2 separate regions of the Sorghum bicolor genome follow, and region 2 is linked to region 1. Evidence: chromatin contacts called from public HiCAR-type data. All regions are on one chromosome and are shown on one strand. The core of a region is the stretch at or near the end of the contact, and the rest is flanking DNA. Distances in the headings are between cores, read along the strand shown.

What was found. HiCAR-type assays count read pairs that join an accessible place to other places.
Region 2: a contact with region 1 is called in a HiCAR-type map of leaf, with 5 times the contacts expected there. The contact joins the promoter of LOC8077900 here to the promoter of LOC8077899 in region 1. A contact is called at or near these places in 1 of 4 Hi-C or Micro-C datasets (leaf mesophyll) and 1 of 1 datasets of contacts at active chromatin or transcription factors (leaf).

Annotation. Positions count from the first base shown.
Region 1 is chr9:45,054,010-45,058,954 of Sorghum_bicolor_NCBIv3, forward strand. It overlaps LOC8077899, which reads right to left and starts at 3,452. Exons shown (of 3, transcript XM_021446982.1): 1 at 2,162-3,452; 2 at 969-1,060. The coding sequence starts at 3,287. The coding sequence ends at 1,008.
Region 2 is chr9:45,253,962-45,258,403 of Sorghum_bicolor_NCBIv3, forward strand. It overlaps LOC8077900 (caffeoylshikimate esterase), which reads left to right and starts at 2,762. Exons shown (of 8, transcript XM_002439610.2): 1 at 2,762-3,245; 2 at 3,588-3,687; 3 at 4,032-4,064. The coding sequence starts at 3,222.

The DNA of each region.
Region 1 (4,945 bases), core at 2,202-4,701:
GAAAACTAAGAAAAACCCAAACAGTTTTTTTTGTGACTAGAAAAACCCAAACAGTAAGAGAGTAGTAATAGTCTTAAGTCTTAAACCTATTGTCATATGAGAAAATTATGCAGATTAGTAGTAGTATAACTGCTAACCTAGTCATGAAGGCCATGCATAAACTACGCAGCCATCCCAGAAAACAAAGTTATCCACAAGTACTCTGGAGAAGAGTGTTTCACTAGTTCCCAATGAAATTAATTCGAATTCAAATAATCATAAACTGAGAAACAACAAGCAGCATTTTGCTCTAAACCAGTACAACTGCAAACATTACATGCGACGTGTTTTCCACAAAAGTTTTAATTACAGCACTGCTATTACATAAGTTAATATGCAAGCCGCAGTTACTAAAACAAGTTGCAATGCGAATTAACCTACTCATGGCCTAATAGGGTGCTCATAGTACTGGAAAAAAACAGAAAAAGAAAGCACTATGGAATAATTGCACACATTGAAGGCCAAACAACGACCAAAATTACTTGTTTACTGAACACTTCTTTTTCTCAGATACAAAGGAGAGCTGTGTATTATTTCACCAATATAAGAAATAAGCTTGTTAGGTTAAAGGCCCTAACTGCCTGAACAATTATACTACTAAACACATTAAAATGCAGTCTGTTTGCAACCTAAAGATATTGATCTAAACTACAATTAGGTGATGGATTTTTTTTTCTCGAAAACACAGGAGAGCTGCGCTTCGTTATATTAAGAAGAAAGAAAGGGGCTAGAGCCCTACAACACACACACCACACACAGCCCCATACAACTCAGAAATTACATTCACCCCAGAAAATAGAAAGGGGAGCGAATTAGGTGATGGATTTTCTAAGCATTTGGAATATATATTCAGCTAATATGCTGACAAGAAAAATAACATACACAAAGCAAAAGATAAATTAACATCACCTGTTCAAGAAACACCTCACCTCAGTTTACAAGATATATTGGGACATTCATGCCAATTCTCATGTATTGTTCAGCATTTCAGCTCTATCGTCTCCATCATCAATGCCCAAGCCTATGAGAAAAACAAATTCAATGAACCAATAAAAATAAGTAAAGCCAAATTGATAAAATAGAGAAAAGGTTTGCTAAAATTATGTAACCTATTAGCTTTTATTACAAGGTTAGAAATGGGCAAGAAAGAGGACCACATCTATGTCAAGTACACTGTACACAGTAAATCACTCTGAATAATTATACTTATTATCTACCTAATGTGGGACATGTTTAGCCAGATAAACATTAAGGTAACTACAACTACTTAGTTCTAGCCATTTCAAATGAACTTCAACTAAATAAGTTCAAATTAAGAAACTTCAGACAGAAAAACAAATGAGAATGACCATTTAGATGTAACATGTTACATCAAGTAAAAACTTGCCCTGAAGATCAGAACATTATTTAGTTCTAATCTAACCCACCCAGTAGAAGTGAAGACATCACCTGCAGAAGTATTACTCCACAAGCTAAAATTCATGTACTTCACTCAGATAAATCATGAATATACATTGCAGAAATGTAATGAATGAAATAAACAGTAAGCTTTAAGGGGGTGTTTGGGACTGCTCTGCTCCACGTTTTTCAGCTTCGCTCCACGTTTTTTAGCCAAACGGCTTCAGCTCCACGCACTAAGTTCGAGGAAAAAGGGTGGAGTTGTGAGAGCACCTAAAGAGGTACTCCACAAACTCCAGTTTTTGTGGAGCTGCTCCACAGTGCAGTTTGTGGAGCAGTCCCAAACACCCCCTAAGTTTCCAAGTGTGGCAATCAAACTACTTATTTAGGACACTGAACTTACTTAAGTGCTAGTATTGTCAAAAATTTCGTAACATTTCGAAGCTGGTGCTGAAAGCAGCAGTTCAAGAGAGCACAATTAAATCTCCTTTGCATACTTCAATAGCCTGGCAACAATTAAATTTTCTACGAGGTTCATGTAGTCCAAAAGTAATAATTGTACCAAATTACTTTATTATGAGTTCACTAACTTGAGAAAGAGAAAAGATTACATCGCATATGTTCAAACTGCTAGTGAGCTCCTAAGCATATGAGTGATATTTCAATTGCCATATAGCAAAAAAAGTTGGATCTCATTACTTGTGCAACATAAAGATAAGCTTACCTGCAGTATATAAACTTGTGTAGGGATAATAGGCAGTAAATGAATCGCCTTGGAAAAGTTTCGTGAACCGTGTTGACTCAAGATGGATCATGTAGATGCCAACGCTCGTACAAATAAAGAAAGCATTGCTATCCTCATCAAACCCCAGAATCGTTGCCGTCCATATCCTTGTTAACCGATCTAATGAAAGGAGCTTATCTAGTTCAATAGTTTTCCATGGCACCCACGTGCCAGCAGCATCTGAATTGGTCTCTCTCTGCCACAACTGGATGCTCAGCTTTGACAGAGTTGCAAGGCCAAGCTTGTTACCTTCTAGTCGCAGGGCCTGAATGCCTGAATTGTTTGTAACACGGGGGTCCTCTGGCTTCTGAATTATGGCTAGACTCTGGCCATCCAGATCAAACTCAAGGATGTCACTGGTACCTAAAAGTATCCAGTAAAGTCGGTTTCCAACTAGGACAGAAGGCTGATGCAAACGAGACCATGGAATAGCTATTGAGGTGATATTGCCCCATTTACCAGACTCCGATTCATATAGGCACGCGGACGCAAGTGTGTCGTGGAGGTCAGTCTGATGCACCAATACCAATTTGAAGGGGATCAAGCGGCAATCACCGTGCACGTGGCCGTCGCCGGAGGAGCTCAGCACGGCGCCTTTGTAGTAGACGTGTCTTTTGTTGAAATCCGGTGGGAAAGGCACGCGGCACTGGCTGCCGGTGACGGGGTTCCACACCACGGCCTCAGACCGCGCGCGGTCAACGAAGAGGGCGAGGCCGTGGCGGCAGCCGAGGAAGCTCAAGTAGTCGTCGCCGCGCCGCCGCCGCGGCAGGGAGAAGCGCGCGCCGGGGATGCGGTCGGGCCGGCGCAGCGTGGGCACGAAGTCGATGTCGCCGTCTTCGTCGGCGAAGAAGCCGAGGAGGGGAGGCGCCCGGTGGTGGGCGCGGAAGCGGCGGAGGAAGGCGGGGTCGGAGAGGATGCGGCGCCAGCGCTTGCAGACGAGCGAGGCGCGGGGGAGCGACGAGGGGAGCGGCGGGAGGCGGAGAAAGATCTCCCGATGGATGTCGTCGTTGTCCGGCAAAGGCGCCGCCTCCGGCTCCAGCGCCGGCGAGGTGGCACCCTCACTCATCGGGACTGCGCTTGTTCTGTGGCGTTCCGTGAGGCCTGAGCTGGCCGGGCGGTGGAGGGCGAGCGGCAGTCCGGCGCGTCGGCGTCGACGGCAGTGTTAGGAAGGAGTAGTTATGTCGGGTTGCGCCTGCGCAGCGAGACAGTCAGCGACACTGCCACAGGCCCACAGCGTATGAGATTGTTTTTTTTTGTTGTTTTTTTTTCGCATCATGAAAATGTCTTACGATGAGGAGTTTGTGAGCATGTGACGTCACGTTCTTCGGGACTGTTAATTTCACAAATTTTTCTTTTTAGATTAAATATCACTTTAATTTCAATATTTAATTTAATAGTATTATTATTTTATCGTACGATCCGTGTGTTTTTAGCAGTACAAAATTTTTATATCCCGTAGCAACATACAGGTATACTACCTAGTTTCTACTTTTATATTTTAAATAATAAAAAATTAAGACGCCGGATGAAATTGAAGCGTCAAGTATTGACCCACGAATCAAATAAAATAAAATAAAATAAAATTTATTAAAGATATTAATATTTGTTTTTATTAAGCCGGACAGGGCAGGCAGAAAAAATATTGGCAGCCTGAAATTTTCTCTCTTTATAAATAGGTATAGATATGTACTTTTATATTAAATCTATTTAAAAATATAAATATTATATTCTTTTCTATAAACTTGTACCCTAAATCTAAAATTTGTATTCATTTTGGAACTTGAACGAAGGAAGTAAGGGCAAAGTAAGAAAGGAAAAACTTACACATTTGTTTTTACATATTTACACAGAGATTGTATCATTACAAGGTTTAGATTGTTACAAATGAAACACGTAAGTGACAACTTAATACTAGAATCAACACTTACGGGTTAAGTCATATATTAAAATAATACATATTTACAACTTGATCCATCTTTTTATACAAGTTAATATACATAGAAATATCACACAACCATTTTTTCCTCTTATACAAAACACGTTATACTTACAGACCCTCACTCATATATGCTCACTCTTATGTCATCCTACCTCTATGATGAGAATCATCATAAGAGCGAGATCTTTGAAATTAGTTAAGTCATCACTCAGCCTGGGCACAAAATACCGAGAACCGAGAACCGAACCGAAAATACCGAAACCGAATTTTTCGGTACCTTGTTCGGTTCCTAATTTGCATGAACCGAATTTACCGAGGTAAATTCGGTACTTTACCTCGGGGAACCGAATTTACCGAAATATGCTGAGTTTGAGTGTAGTTATATTATTAATAGCATTATTTTAGTCTATTATATTTTATACATGAGGTACTATACTCATATAATTTTATAATTGTGTGGACTTGTATATGTATGTGTTTGACACTATTATTCTTTAAGAATTATTTCCAAATTATGTCAAAATTAGCTTTTAAACTTGCTATTATATGTTTATGCGATCAATTCGGTATTTTTCGGTAAATACCGGAACCGAACCGAAAATACAGAAACCGAGAATTTCCTCGGTAGCGATTTTTGGAAGGAACCGATCGGTACCTATTTTTCGAGAACCGAATTTCTATAACCGAATGTCCGCAGCGAGTCATCACATATTTGAACTTGTAATGAAAGAGTGGAAAAAAAATTCGCTGGGCGACGGGTGCATCCCTCGGCCGGTGCGCCCCTG
Region 2 (4,442 bases), core at 1,512-4,011, 200 kb after region 1:
TTCTGGCTATTCGAGCTTTGCTAGCGGTGTTGAGCCCGTTTGCTTCTTCTTGAGGGCTAGCTGTGTTTTACTTGGTTGTGTCGAGCCTTTGCCCATGTCTTTGGGGACCAAGTTGTTGGCTTTGCTTTACTCATTGTGAGTGACCCGTTTCGAGCTTACACTTGAGTTGGTTTTCTCTGGCTTTGTGTTGGTGTTGACAATGCACTCATCAAGGGGGAGATTGCGAATACATGGTTTTTACATAACCATTGTGGAGCACCCGTGTTGTGTGATGAGCGATTGTCAACATACCAATATTTTGGTGGGTTGTTGGTTCGGTGGTTCTACTGATATCCTGGCACAGGATTATGTGTCGAAACGGTGTCTCTTGGCTTCGTGATGTGCAGGTGTGGAGTCTGGATGCGGTGGCAGCGGTCGGGTGAAGGTCAAGTAGGGCGTGCCGTGCTGACGGACCGATTGCGGTGAAGGGCGGACGTGAGGCTTGGACTGACGGACCAGACGACCGGGTGGCCAGCTGCGGTGGCTGACACTTGGGACATCAATAAGCGCAAGTGTACACGGCGGGGGACGCGTACGGGCTACGCTACTCGCGGCGGGTTTCGCGGGTTTGGGCCTCAAAACCCGGGCGGAGGTCCCGATGCGGACGGATGGCACGTGGCGGCATCGGTGAGATCGCTTCGGAGCGAGGCTACCGGTGAGAAGGCGCGGTGGCCGTCGGATTTAGGTTATGTCAAGTTGGACTAGAATGCCCCTGGGGCTAGCTAGTTCGCTCAAAAATATCTAGAGGCATTTGGGGAATATGTAATATGCCTGATAAATAAACGGGGGGTTCCCCATCTCCCTAACTCTCTCCACCTACTGCTCTCTCCCTCCTGTCTACTGCTCTCTCCCTCCTGTCTTCCCGTTCCGGTAGGTTTTCAGTAGGTTTTCTTCCTCTTTAGTTCTTTAGTAGAGAGATCCACAAACTGTGATTTCGTGTATGATCTGAGATTTTTCGAGTTGGGAATGGAGGCCCTAACCTCTTGTTGTCCTCTGGACGTGAAGATTTGAGCAGTGGCTATGTTCTTCATTTTCCCCTATTTTCGTGCCTAGCTGTGATCTACTTTTTCTGGAGTTTAGATCGATCTCAGACATTGATTTTCTGGGAATAGTTTGGTGGCCTGTTGAATTTGGTCTGTGCAAAATCTGGGAACGATCCATGATGATTTGATCGGTTTCTCGTTCGTTTTTTTTTTGTTCTTTTCTGTTCTGTTCTTCTCTGTTCTTGCGTTTGTCGGGCTCCTGTTGGTTCTGTGGCAGCATGGGAGACATGAGCGAATAAATCCTAGCAGCAGTGCTATCAGCACCGTGCGCTTAGGCGCCGTGCACGCTCCATTGAGCAGCACTTGCAACAGGTCTTTGTGGACGCCCGCCATACGCTTCCCTGTTCCAGTTCGCTCGTGCCCAGCAGCTTGGCAGCTTCTCCTATCGAGCAAATTGCAAGTGGCGCAGAGCTACAACAGCAGATGTCCCTGTCTCTGTGTTTGTTCTCTAGACGATTCTTGAGTCAGATCTCCTAGTTGCAGTCCACCGTTTCCAAGATTGCTCATTCAGTTTTCCTCCGTACTTGTTTGTTTCTGATTCAAGTGCAAGAGCATACAATCCAGTAGTAGCAGGAGCTTTTTGGTCAACAGAGCAGATCGCTGCTAGCTTCTGTGCAAATTGCAGCAGCCTGTGATTTTATTTCTGTTAGTTTGCATTTGGTCAAAAGCTTTTATTTGCTTCCGTAAAAAGCTTTAGGCAATCCTTGGTTAATCCTTGATTTGAAGATTTAATTTACTTCTTCTACTTGTTTGCTATTCACGGTGGTGAATTTATTTTCTTCTCTGTGATTGGTGCTAGTAGGCTTGGTCAGGTGTAGCTGTGCCGAAGTAACATGCTTGTGCAGCTGAGCGAAATTTTCTTTTCAGGGGATTTTCTGTCCAATATTTCTTTAGCCACGATTTTGTGTTTCGCTTATTCTTTGGTCGTTCGAGCTCCGAATTGATTTCCATCAGTTGCGATGGTCCTCTACCATTGCAAGGAATTTTATCTAATTGCTCTTGTCACGAGTTGACTTGAGAAATTCAGTTTCGGATACTTGTTTGAATTTGGTGGTGATTTGAGACAGCGGCCAAAAATATTTCGGAAGAAAATTTACGGCTCCCATTCACCTCCCCTCTCTGGTCGCCGTTTTCGGTCCTTCAATGATCCAAGCCGGTGCTTCTAAAATCATAATACGAGAAAGTAGGTATTATTGCAAAAGCAACTTTAGATTTCACATACTGTTTAGTTTCCACCCAAAAACATTTTATTCCATCACATCGAATGTTTGGACACATATATAAAATATTAAATATAAATTTTAAAAATCAATTAAACAATTTACGTGTATTTTGCGAGAAGAATCTTTTAAGCCTAACTAATCTATAATTAGACACTAATTACTATAATTACAAATGTGCTACAACATCCAAAAACTTCTTTTAAAAACAGTAGAAACGCTTTTCGAAAGCTCAACCAAATACGGCCCTCATCTTAAGTTATTAGGACCAGCTGCAAAAAGGGTTTAGTTGCCATTCCGTGTTCCCGTTACAGCCACGAGCCATCATCTCCAGCTGAAGATAGTAGTACTAGAAAAAGCGAAGATACTCGTCATTTGATCTGTATATAGAGTATTATAAACTATATATCGGTGCCTGCCTGCCGTTGTGCATCCCGAGAAGAAGGGGAGGTCGTAGATATGATGATCCCGGCAGATGACGACTGAGCGCGCGGATCAGATCGGCAGACACCACCGTACCAACCAACCTGTCTCTTCTTGAAACGGTGGCCAGCGGCAGGGTGGTTGTTCCGTTCCGGCAACCGCAGCGGATCCCCCATATCCTGAGACTGAGTCCTGACGGACGCCCACGTCGCACCTCGTCTCCCTGTCTATACAGCCCGGGCCGCGTTCATACGGCACGTGTTGCGCCTCCTCCACACGCTTCCCGTCGGTCTCCCTCCCACCGCTTCCATCGTCTTCCTCCTCCCCCTCCTCCTCGATCTCTCTGCTAGCGACATCTCTAGCTGCGCATGCATGCGCTCTCTCTGTGACATTCATTCCTCCCTGCGTATTGCTGCCGTCTGATTCTTCTCCAAGCTCTGATATACTGTATTCGAGGAGGGGTTACGGCCGGATTATTAGCTGCAGCCTGCAGAAGATGATGGACGTGGTCTACCATGAGGTGAGCAAAGCTCCTTACGCTGCTAAAAGTTTTCTGTTCTTCATCTTTGGCTCGGATTGAGTCGCTGATATATGATGGCGTTTCAGTCTAGTGATAATAATAGTTTGCTTGTTGTTGACATCAATCAATCAATCAAAAAAGAAAAGTATAGAAAAAAGAATCTGTAGTTTAGCCCCGCTATCTCCTTGCTTCAATTCCTGCCAAAGTTTTCTGTTCTTCATCAGTCCATCTCCATGCTAGATGCAATTAATTCCATTTAATTTCGATGGTTCTTTTCTCTTATTATCTGTCGACTGTTTGATTCTGATGATTGGCCGGCCGGCCGGGCGGCGGATGCTGCAGGAGTACGTGAGGAACCCGAGGGGCGTGCAGCTCTTCACCTGCGGCTGGCTGCCGCCGGCGTCCTCCTCCCCACCCAAAGCGCTCGTCTTCCTCTGCCATGGTACGTACGCGCCTGCTTATTTTGCTTCCTCTACACTTGAATTTCTCTCTCACCATGCATCCGCACAATTGTAATTTAAGCCCGTTGGTTTGCATTGGTCAAGTTATCATCGTCAAATCGATTCAAGACTAGACCAATGCGTCATCTCGGTTAAGTTTTCCTCTATACCAAGCTAGTTTGCAAAGTTTTCCACAGTACTATGACTATAATAATAATAGTACGTAGCTAGCTTAGAATGGCATCATCAAAGCACAAAGAGTTTGATTCAAAGGATGCATGGTTTTGACATTGACCTTTCCTTACTTGCTTGTTCCTGTGCATGCATGTGTTGCTTTTCAATTCAGGCTACGGGATGGAGTGCAGCGACTTCATGAGAGGTACGCCCCTGAGTTTTTTTCATGCCCGTGATCATGTCCTTCTCCTCCTCATTGTCTTTTCCTTTTCGGGCGCACAAATAAACCACACAACACATGATCGGTAGCTAGAAAAGCGAAATCGATCGATGTCTCAGTTCCACTAACAACTCTTGGTGTGTGATGATGTGTATAGGACAAAGGACATGTACCTCCTATCACAAAAATTCAGACCTCACGTTAATTACTTTGATGCTCGCTAATATACCATTAACGTACGTGCTCTTCTAGATGCATGCCTGTTAGTAATTACTCCCTCAGTTTCAATTTACAGGTTGTTTTGGTATTTCTAGATATGCAACTTTTCTTATGTATATTAGACGGCACCAAAACCATTTGCCC